Regions from separate parts of the Bicyclus anynana genome. Here region 1 is linked to region 2. Evidence: chromatin contacts called from public Hi-C data. All regions are on one chromosome and are shown on one strand. The core of a region is the stretch at or near the end of the contact, and the rest is flanking DNA. Distances in the headings are between cores, read along the strand shown.

What was found. Hi-C and Micro-C count contacts between places; a contact is called where the count stands out from the background.
Region 1: a contact with region 2 is called in a Hi-C map of whole larva, with 5 times the contacts expected there. The contact joins the enhancer-like site here to the promoter of LOC112053037 in region 2. A contact is called at or near these places in 2 of 2 Hi-C or Micro-C datasets (whole body and whole larva).

The regions. Positions count from the first base shown.
Region 1 is chr12:5,286,553-5,293,393 of ilBicAnyn1.1, forward strand. It overlaps LOC112053037 (disintegrin and metalloproteinase domain-containing protein 10), which reads left to right. Exons shown (of 16, transcript XM_052884767.1): 6 at 1-37; 7 at 1,042-1,209; 8 at 2,023-2,194; 9 at 3,235-3,446; 10 at 3,963-4,197; 11 at 4,428-4,545; 12 at 4,691-4,860; 13 at 5,711-5,973; 14 at 6,076-6,308. Among protein-coding and RNA genes, the nearest start is that of LOC112053032, 19 kb to the right of the region's middle. Within about 2 kb of position 4,134, at least 4 of the 8 cell types and tissues checked have open chromatin away from gene starts, as enhancers often do.
Region 2 is chr12:5,191,683-5,198,292 of ilBicAnyn1.1, forward strand. LOC112053037 (disintegrin and metalloproteinase domain-containing protein 10) reads left to right here and starts at 5,077. Exons shown (of 16, transcript XM_052884767.1): 1 at 5,077-5,588. The coding sequence starts at 5,528. LOC112052850 (methylthioribose-1-phosphate isomerase) reads left to right here. Exons shown (of 7, transcript XM_024092080.2): 5 at 695-858; 6 at 1,508-1,709; 7 at 2,767-4,156. The coding sequence ends at 2,882.

The sequences.
Region 1 (6,841 bases), core at 2,884-5,383, 94 kb after region 2:
GCTAATATGGCGGCATATTAGGGAAGGATTCCCGGATGTAAGTGTAATTATTTATTATTTATTAATCATTGTATCACATACTCTTCATATAAGTCATATCATGACGTGATTTAGGGATTTAGATCAAATGAAACTTAATTTAATAAACATTTAAGTAGAGAACATATGGTTGTACATATTTTGTTGTGTAATAATTCAAGGCATAAGGACAATACAGAGAACTCAATAATATCCACAACCATAATGCGAAGAAAGTTTGGCTTAGGCCAGTTTTCACTTTCAAACCCTATATTATAAGGTAAAATATTGGGCAAAAGATCACCGGATCGCCAAAGACGACAGTGGTTGGACGACAATTGGTTGGACGATACAAAGGAGTCGTCTGGGTTAGGCTATCTGCAGCTAAAATAAGCGGCTGATAATAAGAAGGCTTTTCACATATTGACCACCAAACTACAGTTCGAGTGTGGCACTCGATGATCATGATGAATTCCAGTTTAAATTATTTTTCAACTGTTTTATGTAAATTCATTCTTCTCATATTGTGTGATTTGCCCGCACGAGACGTTTATCATCGACTTTTCTGATTTAAATAGGTAAGATTTGGAATGCATTTTCAGTATCTTGCCACGTATGACGGCCTCCGTGGCGCAGTGGTATGCGCGGTGGATTTACAAGACGGAGGTCCTGGGTTCGATTCCCGGCTAAGCCGATTGAGGTTTTCTTAATTGGTCCAGGTCTGGCTGGTGGGAGGCTTCGTCCGTGTCTAGTTACCACCCTACCGACAAAGACGTACCGCGCGAAAGCGATTTAGCGTTCCGGTACGATGTCGTGTAGAAACCGAAAGGGGTGAGGATTTTCATCCTCCTCCTAACAAGTTAGCCCGCCTTCATCTTAGATTGCATCGTCACTTACGATCAGGTGAGATTGTAGTCAAGGGCTAACTTGTAAAGAATAATAAAAAAAATATATGACTAGTATGTAAAAGATGGAAGTACAATAAAAAAAAACATTCCTAAATACTCAATTTCAAACTTCCAGCACCGAGATCCTTATAAAAAGACCGAGGTGGACGCCAAAACAAGGGAAGAGATCCTGTCTCTCATATCTCACCACGTGACCGCAGTCAACTACATATACCGATACACGAAATTCGACGGCCGCAAGAAGGAGCACCGGAATATACAGTTTGAAGTTCAAAGGATAAAGGTATCTTGGAATTTGACATACTTGACCCTTCTTGTGAACTTGAAATTGTTGGAAATTGTAACATAGTGGTATTCAACCCTTTACTACAAATTATATCAATGTCTAATTTTGCACTCTCCCACTTTAAATGTTTAAGAACTGTGGGACAGTGCAAAATTAGACATTTTTGACTTTAAATGTGCAAGAAGCTTTTGTGAAAAATAGTCTTACTACAATATTTTTATACCGTTCTAAAGCAAGTCATTATCTTTTCAAAATACAAGTAAATTTAAATTTAAATTTTTGAAAATCTCCCGGCAGTTGTAATATTAATAACGACTTCATGTCAGGAATTTCTTCCATCCTAACATTGTCCTCATGGTGAATCAGCATTAGAGGAATTACCAAAAAAAAAAAAACATTTAAACAGCTTTTTTGATAAAAAAAAATGCAATAATGCCACAAAATTACACACAAACACACATGAAACTTATATCACTAGACTTCTTGTGTCTGGGTTAGAATCATATTCGTTTATTTCAAGTAAACTATGCTTAATTTTAAATTTTGAAATCTCAACTTTGTCTATTTATGGTGACTTTATCCTGAGACTAGATGATGCCGCGCGATTTCACCCGCGTGGTTCCCGTTCCCGTAGGAATACGTGGATAATATATAGCCTATAGTCTTCCTCGATAAATGAGCTATCTAGTACTGAAATAATTTTTCAAATCGGACCAGTAGTTCCTGAACAAGCAAACAAACAAACTCTTCAGCTTTTTAATATTAGTATAGAAATTAGTGTGAAATGAGTATTATTTTTTTTTAATTCAGATTGACGATGACTCACTATGCACGCCGCACGTGTTCGGCAGCGAGAGCAACCAGTTCTGCTTGGAAAACATCGACGTGTCAAACTTCCTCAATCTGCACTCGCTCGGCAACCACGAAGACTTCTGCCTGGCATACGTGTTCACTTACAGGGACTTCACTGGAGGCACTCTAGGTACACTCATTTGTTAACTAGCTACCTACGTACAAGTCATTTAAAAAAAAATCATCGCTTACCCCGCAGGAACTCTTTTTCCTGGATAAAAGTATTCCAAATGTTGTTTCAATTTAGCAAACGCCCGATACTCTGTGTGAAATTCTGTATATCACAAATCCCACGGGAAATATGAATTTTTCCGGAAAAATCTACCTCCATTCCAAATTTCAGCTAAATCGGTTCAATAGTCGCGGCGAGAAAGAGTAACAAACATTCATACTAACATAACCATCAGTATTTCACAACTTTCGGGAAACCACGTTTTTTCCAGGACAAGAAGTAAGTGCCTATGTGTTAATCCAGGTTATTATTTATGAACGTTTTAATTTCAAACAAATATAATATTGGTAGGATTATATTTTTTCAATGTATTGTTACACTTTGGTAAGCACTCATAATGAAATCATTAATACTGGCCTATACAATTCTACATTCATCAATTTAATTGTATTAAAAACACCGTTAGACGACAAAAATGTACAGGGTAGAAGTTTGCATGCCTTTTAATAAGCACTCGTTTAGCTCATTCAGAATGGAACAACATTCGCACAAAGACAATACATATATTTCATAGTAAATGTAGAAACCCCATTTACAAAGGAACTCACAAAACTAAAGTGAGAGACATATGTATGAATACTCAAATTCATTTGTTTCAAATAAGTTTAATTTACCACTTTCTTTCACTTTCGAAACGTCAGGTTGTTGTATAGTGAAGCAGAAAGCTATACATTTAATACAATACAGGATAATATAAGAAACATAGATATCTTCTCTCTGCATCATTCCTTCATTTCTGATGACAATGGTCCTGGTATGATCCCAGCCTCGAACGGGTCCACGTTTTCCTCTGGCTTACATTGGTGACCATCTTCAAAGCATACAGAGATGTGTTTCTTCTTATATTCTGTCAGCTGGTCGGCCTATGGGTTGTTGGTAGTGTACGACGTGCCACCGATACAATAGATATCTTACTACGTCAGTTTTCATTGTGACAGGTCTAGCGTGGGTTGCGAGCGCCAGCGGCGCGTCGGGCGGCATCTGTGAGAAGTACAAGACGTACACGGAGACAACGGGCGGCATGTACCAGAGCACCAAGCGCTCACTCAACACCGGCATCATCACCTTCGTAAACTACAACAGCCGCGTGCCGCCCAAAGTGAGCCAGCTCACGCTCGCTCACGAGATCGGACACAACTTTGGCTCGCCGGTAAGTCAAACTACTCAAACTTCAGCTCAAATTCCTTTTATACAGTCAAAACCTTCTACGCAAGTCCGGGTTCTCGGAGAGATTAAAACCCAATGATTTATTTAGACAGCCTCGAATACATTGAAAGCTGAATCCCTGACCAAGTCTGGTCTAGTCCAGTATCAACGAAGCGGTTAAAAAGTTGAAGATATTATTACCGCGAAAAATAGATTAAAATGTTAAAGTACACTAATCGAATAGACAAAGTCCGGAATGAGCCAAATAGCAAGGCGCTTCGTGTTTCAACTTCAGATCGCTTCGAGTCTTTGGCCTCAACAGAAAAACTCGACAATGATCGTAAGTTGAGTGCGGCGAGGCGTCGTTAAACGAAGCGAAACGAACGAAGTTTGTGTCTACTCTATCATATTATCTATAAATTCACGAGTAGTGTATTATCTAATTACCAAGGACCTTTCGAGTTTTAGGTAGCTTTTTAACAATTGCGCTATATTGAAGATGCTATGTTTCTTGTTATAGCACGACTACCCATCAGAATGTCGTCCAGGAGGTCAAGAGGGCAACTACATAATGTTCGCGTCCGCGACGTCCGGCGACCGGCCCAACAACAGTCGCTTCTCGACGTGCTCCGTCGGCAACATCAGCGCGGTGCTAGACGCGGTGCGCGACGGACGCAAGCGCGACTGTCTCAAGGAGAACGCCGGCGCCTTCTGCGGGAACAAGATCGTTGAAGACGGCGAAGAGTGCGACTGTGGTATGTTGCAAACATAATTGCTTTTTTGTTGTTGCTCCACGTCGTGTCACCGACCCAACAAGTAAGCGGTGCTAGACGCAGTGTGCGAAATTCGCTTGATCGGCTTGATTTACGTTGTAAATTCGCTCAGGAATCTAGGGAAACTTTAAGAGAAAGCTGAGGAAACGAGAACATTTGATGCGTGCTTGAATAATGTGTCTTGATTTTAATTCTGTTTTGTGGTATTACAGGTTACAACGAAAAGGAATGTAACGATCGCTGCTGCTACCCGAGGCAACTGAGCAACTATGATGTCGAAAGAAACAGTACTGCAAAAGGCTGCCAAAGGAGAGCTCACACACAGTGCAGGTACAGTCTAAAAATAGTAAATACAGACATTATTTTTAGGGATTTCATATAATTCTGGCCCTTAATGGATGGCCTAATCATAAAGTGCATCATTGATTGATGTAAACAAAATGATTAATTGTTTTTTTCACTGTACTCTTTTCAGTCCGTCACAAGGCCCGTGCTGCAACGCGCAGACGTGCGAGTTCGTATCGTCAGTGACCAACCAGACGTGCAGAGAGGCGACGGAGTGCAGCCACGCCTCGTTCTGTTCCGGCCGCTCCGCCGAGTGCCCCAACCCGCGCGCCATGAACGACCACACCAAGTGCAACAACGGTGAGTCGCTAACAGAGAGGCGACGGAGTGCAGCCACGCCTCGTTCTGTTCCGGCCGCTCCGCCGAGTGCCCCAACCCGCGCGCCATGAACGACCACACCAAGTGCAACAACGGTGAGTCGCTAACAGAGAGGCGACGGAGTGCAGCCACGCCTCGTTCTGTTCCGGCCGCTCCGCCGAGTGCCCCAACCCGCGCGCCATGAACGACCACACCAAGTGCAACAACGGTGAGTCGCTAACAGAGAGGCGACGGAGTGCAGCCACGCCTCGTTCTGTTCCGGCCGCTCCGCCGAGTGCCCCAACCCGCGCGCCATGAACGACCACACCAAGTGCAACAACGGTGAGTCGCTAACAGAGAGGCGACGGAGTGCAGCCACGCCTCGTTCTGTTCCGGCCGCTCCGCCGAGTGCCCCAACCCGCGCGCCATGAACGACCACACCAAGTGCAACAACGGTGAGTCGCTAACAGAGAGGCGACGGAGTGCAGCCACGCCTCGTTCTGTTCCGGCCGCTCCGCCGAGTGCCCCAACCCGCGCGCCATGAACGACCACACCAAGTGCAACAACGGTGAGTCGCTAACAGAGAGGCGACGGAGTGCAGCCACGCCTCGTTCTGTTCCGGCCGCTCCGCCGAGTGCCCCAACCCGCGCGCCATGAACGACCACACCAAGTGCAACAACGGTGAGTCGCTAACAGAGAGGCGGCGGAGTGCAGCCATGCCTCGTTCTGTTCCGGCCGCTCAGTATCGCCATTCAATGTGGCCCAATTTATCTATTAGAATATTGTCTCTTTATCTTATCATCTGGCGTCCAATTGGCTGGTGTACAAACTAATATATGTATTTAATTTTCAGGAACACAATTATGCATCAAAGGCGAATGCAGCGGCTCCATCTGTCTCGCGTGGAATATGAAAGAGTGCTTCCTATCGTCGTCGCCCACCAAGATGGGTGACGGAGTGACGGCGGTGGTCAACCGCCGGGCGCTGTGTCAGCTCGCGTGTCAAACGGGGCCCGACCCCGAGTCCTGCAGGAGCACCGCTGACTTCGCACACCAAGTGGGCCTGCCGACCGGCGGCATCAGCTTGAGGCCTGGGTCGCCGTGCGATAACTTCCAGGTAATTTCATAGTTTTCTGGAGTCGGCTGACTACAAAAAAAAAATTGTATTTAAAAAAAAATGGAATAATTGGAATAATGATTATTTTTTTTTGTCTTCCAGGGCTACTGCGATGTGTTCCTAAAGTGCCGAGCGGTGGACGCGGAAGGGCCGCTGGTGAGGCTGAAGAACCTGCTGCTGAACCGCGCCACGCTGCAGACGGTGCAGGCGTGGGTCACGGAGCAGTGGTGGGCGGTGCTGCTGGGCGGCGTGGCGCTCATCGTGTGCATGGGCGCCTTCGTCAAGTGCTGCGCCGTGCACACGCCCTCCTCCAACCCCAAGAGACCGCCGGCGAGGTTAGTATTGCATTGCTAGACAGTGCAGGCAGCAACTAACCACCACAAGTGGACTACCTCCGTCGCCAGAACCAATCATCAGCCGATGGATGTCCTATGGTACTATGTCCTGCAGTGGACATCCATCTCATCCCCAGGCCCATGCCTTTTGTGGGGATGAGCCGATTAGACTTCCAAACATCACGATCCTGAGCCGCATGCATCTATGACTTCCTATGACTCGCTTGATGTCGTCAGTCCACCTAGTGAGGAGGGGTCGAACGCAAGTGCCATTTCTACTGCGAGGCAGCCATTCCAGCACGTTGGGATTCTAACGTCCATCGGCTCTTCGAACTATGTGCCACGGCCATTGCCACTTCAGCTTCGTTCGTCGGATATGTCCGTGACTTTAGTTCTTCTGCGGATCTTCTAATTTCTGATTTGATCACGCAAAGATACTCCGAGCATAGCTCTCTTCATCGCCCGCTGTGTGACCCTGAGCCTTATGAGGCTCTTAATCAGCGACCAAGTTTCAGAACCATAACCTTATCTAT
Region 2 (6,610 bases), core at 3,827-6,326:
GTGACGTGATATTGCTGACACAATACAACACTGAGTTGCCGGCAACAGCACAGCATGCCGCGCAACGATTAGGTTTGTAACTCTATTGCTTAAAAACATGGTAGCGATGGACGTAAAAGACACAAATGGTTAGAAATTAACTATGGAGCTGTACTAAACAAATTGCCATAGGACATTGACAGTCACGTGATATTGCTGACACATTACAACACATAACGATGGACGTAAAAGACACAAGTGGTTAGAAAAATTCAACTATGGTGCTGTACTGAACAAATTGCCATAGGATATTGACAGTACAACACGTTAAAATACTGAGTTGCCGGCAATACAGCATGCCACGAAACGATTAGGTTTGTAACTTTAATGTTTAAAAACTTGCTAATGTAGGATAGAGGGACATAAAAAGGCGGCAGGCAAGTTTGGTCCCAAAAATAATGATCTTCAAACACCAATTTCACTTTACCAGTAGAGTGGAAACATAGCAAAGAAACTTCTACTCCCAAGTCCCAGCACGCCTAGGACGCGGCAATAACATTGAATCACGAGAGAGATAGTGGACCAATAGCGACGGAATCGAACTCTCTCTTTCGCTCTCTCTCTCTCTCTGATGGGTATGGGACGATAAGTAAGAGGCATCCTATAGAGATACAGGAGAAATATTAGCTATAAACTTTTGTTGTGGATATTTCAGAGCACGTGTACTGCACTGAGACCCGGCCGTACAATCAGGGCGCCAGGCTGACGGCCTACGAACTGGTGCACGAGAAGATACCCTCCACGCTCATCGTTGACAGCATGGTGTCAGCGCTCATGCATGCGAGGAATATCACCGCTGTGGTGGTCGGTGCTGACAGGGTACGTGCCAGCTTATAATACGATGCAATCTAATATGACGTTTCAGAACATCGTGCGTTAATCTAATAAAAGATTTTAGGTATCAGTGGTGACGTAGAGGCGCGGCGGCAGTGCAACACCCTGCGTGCCTCTGCCTTTGATTCGGAGGGCGTAGTTTCGAATCTGGTCTGGGGCATGCACATACAACTTTTCAGTTATGTGCATTTTAAGAAATTAAATATAACTTGTCTTAAACAGTGAAGGAAAAACATTGTGAGGAAACCTGAGAATTTTGTTAATTCTCTATGTGTGTGAAGTCTGCAATCCGCATTAGGCCAATAAGGTGGACTAAGGCCTAACGCCTCTCATTCTGAGAGGAGACTAATGTTCAACAGTGAGCCGAATATGGGTTATTAATGATGAAGTATAAGGAATAATCTGCATAATTTACCTTATCTTACCTTACCTGGATATAGGCCTCTTGCATGGCCCTCCAAGCAAAACGGTCTCGAGCCGTCAGCATCCAGCGGCTCCCTGCAACCCGCTTGATATCCTCGGTCATAAGGTTAGTCAGCAACCAAGTCTCGGATCCGTAGGTCATCACTGGCAACACGAACTGATCGAAGACTTTTGTCTTCAAATCTGCATAATTTATTTTTTTTAATTCAAGGTAGCAGCGAACGGTGACACTGCAAACAAAATAGGCACATACCAGATAGCGATAGTGGCGAAGCATCACAATGTACCGTTTTATGTGGCGGCGCCGCTCACGTCCATAGACATGGCGCTCAAGTCCGGCGAGCGGGTCAAGATAGAGGAGCGCCCGGACAGGGAGATGACGCATATTGGCGAACACAGGATCGCGGCACCAGGTTAGTATACAGGGTGCTCGGGAGAATTTCCCATAACTCTAGGGTTATATTCTTTATGGAAAATTATTTAAAAATGTCTAAGGAACATGTGTTCTAAAATGAATATTTTCGGAGTAAAAACCATTTCTTTGAATATTTAATAATTGCTAGTGAAGTGCGGAGTGCCAGTTGCAACATCTAGTCGATATCGACAGTCTTACCACTACGATTACGTATTTTAAAATGCAAGGATAGATAAAGTGTGTTAAATGGATAGTCGGAATTATTTGAATTATTTAAAAAAAAAACATAAACAGTTTTTTTGTAGTTAAAAAAAATTAGTCATGCAGTTTGGCTCCTATAAATGGACTTGTCAACACGTTGAAGTTGTGGGAAATACTCCGTAACACCCTGTATATTATAATAACATAGCAGACGCCCGCGACTTAGTCTACGCTAAATTCGGGAACCATTGAAATTGGGATAAAAAGTAGCTTAAATATGACTCAGTAACCTCAGCTTTCAGTGAAATTCCCATTGAAATTGGTTCATTCGTTCCAAAGAGTAAACAGACAAACAGACATATAGGTAATAGTCATTTATGTCACTGTCACATATCGAGGGCCATTGTAGCACGAATGATTTTTGTGCACAATAGACAGGCTTACAACGTGTTGTGGCATACGATACTTTTTCTACAATCATGATAAAATAAATAAGACTTGATAAAACTTGGTAAATAATATATATTGGCGTTAGGCAATGGCCTCCTCGATTTTGTATCGGCGTGGCCTTCTAAATTTTGCCTCTAACAAGGAAGCCTGAATTTTTGTAGCCAATGCCATGGAACTATTTAAAAATATCATTGTAGCACGGTTTCCCGTGTGGTAATGAACAATACCAAACAACCTGTAGGAATATCTTTGTGATATGCTTTGAGGTTTTCTATTGAGTGCTTTGAGATTACGAAATGGGAGTAGAGAAAAGAATTTTCAAAATTGGTTTAGTAGATCCAGAGATTACCTACAACATCGCAAACTTTACCACTTTATAATATTAGTATTCAATTTTTTTTCAGGTATAAATTGTTGGAATCCATCGTTCGACGTCACGCCGGCATCACTAATAACTGGAATCATAACAGAGAAAGGCGTTTTTACACCCGACAAATTATATGAAGAAGTTCCTAAATAATATTTTCTAAAACTCGTTTTATTGCTAAAAGTTATTATAATATAAATATCTAGATTTTATTAATAGAGTTCCTAGATTTTTTAATAGTCAGATAAAGCATGTGACGGAATAAATCTGATAACATGTTTTGTTTTAGTTATTTTTGATGTGAGTACTGCTCAAATTTTAGAAATGCTTTATTTTTTATTATTTATTTAATAACTAACTGTCTCATTTGTTCAGCGGTAAGCCTATGTGATTTTTGATCACAGGGTTCAAATTGTGGGTTCAACCCACAAACCATATTTGAAATTAATGACATACTGAGCTTTTCTTCTAAGAAATTTTCAGTATATATTATCAGCCTCTGGGAGCACTTTAAGCTCTTGGTCGCGATCATTGCCATCGGCCTAAGTTCGCCATCCCGAATTGTAGCAGCGTGGTGGGTCAGCTCCATATCCCATTTCTGAGGAAGCCTGGGTGAACTAGTAGGCCGTTAAAATAGGCTGATAACTTAATAACTAAAAGCTCCTTTATCCTTATTGCAAATGACTCAATCGCAAATGTCTCCAAGTTTAACTGCATTGAAATATACTCAGTGGAACATAATTGAGTGAGCCGAATATGGGTTGATAATGATGATGATGATGAAAAAAACAGTCTCTTTTTTTAAGATTAAGCGTGCTCCCAAATTTGGAAATATCCTAACATAAGTCAAATCACTGTTATATTTATTTTAAACAAGTATTTTTGTGATATTATTGACAATTCAGAGAGAGAATTTAAGTGAGAATTCCTTACTCATTTGGGGCCCTTAACTAATTTCGATATAGGGACCCTTCAAGGCACGCTACGCCACTGATACAGATATACAATAAAATGATTCTACACATCACTAAGAGAGCATAGATCAACCTCTGCCTGCTATACTATTGCCATACCCTCTCCTAAGTTCCTAACAGTCCTATCAAACTAATATGAAGGGAACAATAATATTGGTCATAAAAGATATGGCAAATATTCCTAAAAATAATAAAAATAACACTCATAAATCAGCTAATAAAAGAAACTGGAATTGTAACTAATTAGGTATACCTGATAAGATCATCTATATTTTGTAACGAACATTGTAGCTTTATAAATACCTATACAATATTTATAATAAATTTGTGGTAAGTATACAAAATGTTAAATCTCTTAGTACAGCTCATTGTTATAAATAATTATACCATATCTATGTAAGTAATGCTTTACTGTAAAACTTGTTATAATTAAATAAAAATATTTTTGCTAAAGTTGTAGACTTAATTTAGTTTTATGATTTTATTAAATAGAAATAAATCATCTCATTCCCTGCTGAACCATTATAATACATTGATTTTTTAAACTTTAAAAATAAATAAAGGAAGCATCCTTTATTTATTTTTAAGTAGTTTAGTACCATTAACTAAATTATGTGGTCTTTATTTATCATTGCAGAAAAAATAGATATTTAAATATCTATTTTTATAATAATATATATAAATATAATAAGATATATAAATAATAAAAAGTCCACTTGACTCCAATGGCACCTACTGGTTACATTGAACCTGTGTTGTGTTGGTGTGACTGTTGCAAAGAGTAAACTAACATATTTTATAGGACTGGTGTGACTGGACTGAGTCCACAATAAATATTTTGAGGGTTTATTTTAGTGTTCATAGGCACTCAAGTATTAAACCCAGGTTTAATCCTTATCCAAACTGTGGACGTAGACTCTGTCTACGATTCAAACTATAGTGCATCTGTTGTTATAGTTAAGTAGTTGTTCCACACCTAACCAACACTTGTAAAATAAAATTACTTTTATAATAAAATTAAAAGTAGAACTAATGAAATTTCAATATGGCAATACCATATTTTCTGTCATTATTTATAGAGTAACCGAATAATGTTGATATTTTTTTAAATCTGAATGCAACATTGCCATAATTTTAATATTCCTCATAATACTTTTAAACTAAAGTAAATAAGTCGTTTTCGTCGTATGTTACAGTTAGCTTTGAATAACCCACCAAGCAGCTGTAAGAATTTGAATTTAACATGTGCGCTTAGCTTAACAGAAATTAGAAACGCCCACATATCTCTGTCTACCGGCTCTTCTACATAAACCATAAACCATAGAAACACAATGTCGGCTATGACATTCTATTTGTCAAATGGCAACATCAATAAAATTCCAATATGTCAGTCGACCTGTCGGAAAGTACAGAAAATGCCTTTGCAGTCGTTTTGTACATAAAATTTAATATTAGTTATGTGAATATTAGTTAAAGATGGATCAATAATGCAAAAGTGGAATTGTTTTAATTTGTATTATTTACTTGAACTCAATAAGTTACGTTTCCTTATTTGATTAAGTTAAAGAGGACGAAAATAATTTGTTATTTATTTATTGTTTCGAGGGAAGCTAAACGGTGACTGCAACAGTAATCGCTGGTGTTGTTAGGCGTGTTTCTACAGTTTTCCATTTATTTAGAATAAGATTTGTTGTAATGTAAATAAAAAATATTGTTTGCACGCGCATGCGTTTCCATCGAAAACAGACAAAGGTTTTGTGTGGTTCGTGAATCAGCTGTGTGCGATGGCTTAGTGATACCAAAAGTGTGTGTTTGTAAGCGACAATGTTTAGTGAAATTGGATACATAATTCTTCTGCTACTCGCCTTTCCTTACATAGAAAGTGGTAAGTCCCCTTATGTTTATTTAGAAACAATGATTATTGTATTGGTTTCATTTTACACAACATTTAACATTAAAACACGTCAGAACTAGGTAACAAATTGTAACTCGGGTATTCATAATACTTGAGTCAATAAATCTGTTTGCCTTTGTTGTTGTTTGTAAAACTGAGAATTTATTAGAATTGCATCAAATTGTGCCATTGTTCATTCATTGATGAGTGAGAGATTTAATTTGTATATCACATACAACTATTTGTTTATACATTGTTGTTATATACTCCTTTGTTTACTATATGCTTTGGCATAGTAATAAAAGCACAGATAACTTGAGAGAAAGTCTTATAAAGAGGCACAGGTCTGTAATACCACCAACATCCCAATTCTGGGCTGTTTTTATTTGTACTGAAAATGTCTTAGGTAAAAGAAAAGCTTAGTAGGTCATAACCCAGCCAAGACTTGCACCCAGAACCTTGATCTGAAGGCACATAGGCTTACTGCAGAACCAACAAGTCAAGTTCTAAAAACAAATATCTATTTGTAAATAATGTAAAACATCTTTAAACTATATTTATTTCAACTATATTTCAGCTTTTATTGGTGAGTACTGTTAACCAACAAACAAATTAAAAATGAGGATATAAATCACTAGTCATTTCACACAGATTAATAGTAATTATAATTAACTTGTTCTTAACTTAATGAAAATAAATTTGATTAATAAGCTTAAAACAATTAGATATGGTAAATATATTTTGTATAACATTTTATAACCAAACCATACATAATTTAAAGTAAATAAGTTATGAAATGACATGCATTTACTACCTTCATTTCTAATTTATTTGTTAGTAAACAGTACTCATCATCAAAAGCTGTAGTATATAGGCTTCAAAATTACAAAAGTATGTATAATAATATTAAACTACTTAACTACTACCTACATATTATATAAAACAAAATGAAATATACTGTATACTAAATTTAAAATAAATCTGGAGACTTAGACATCCTAGGACTCCTCTGA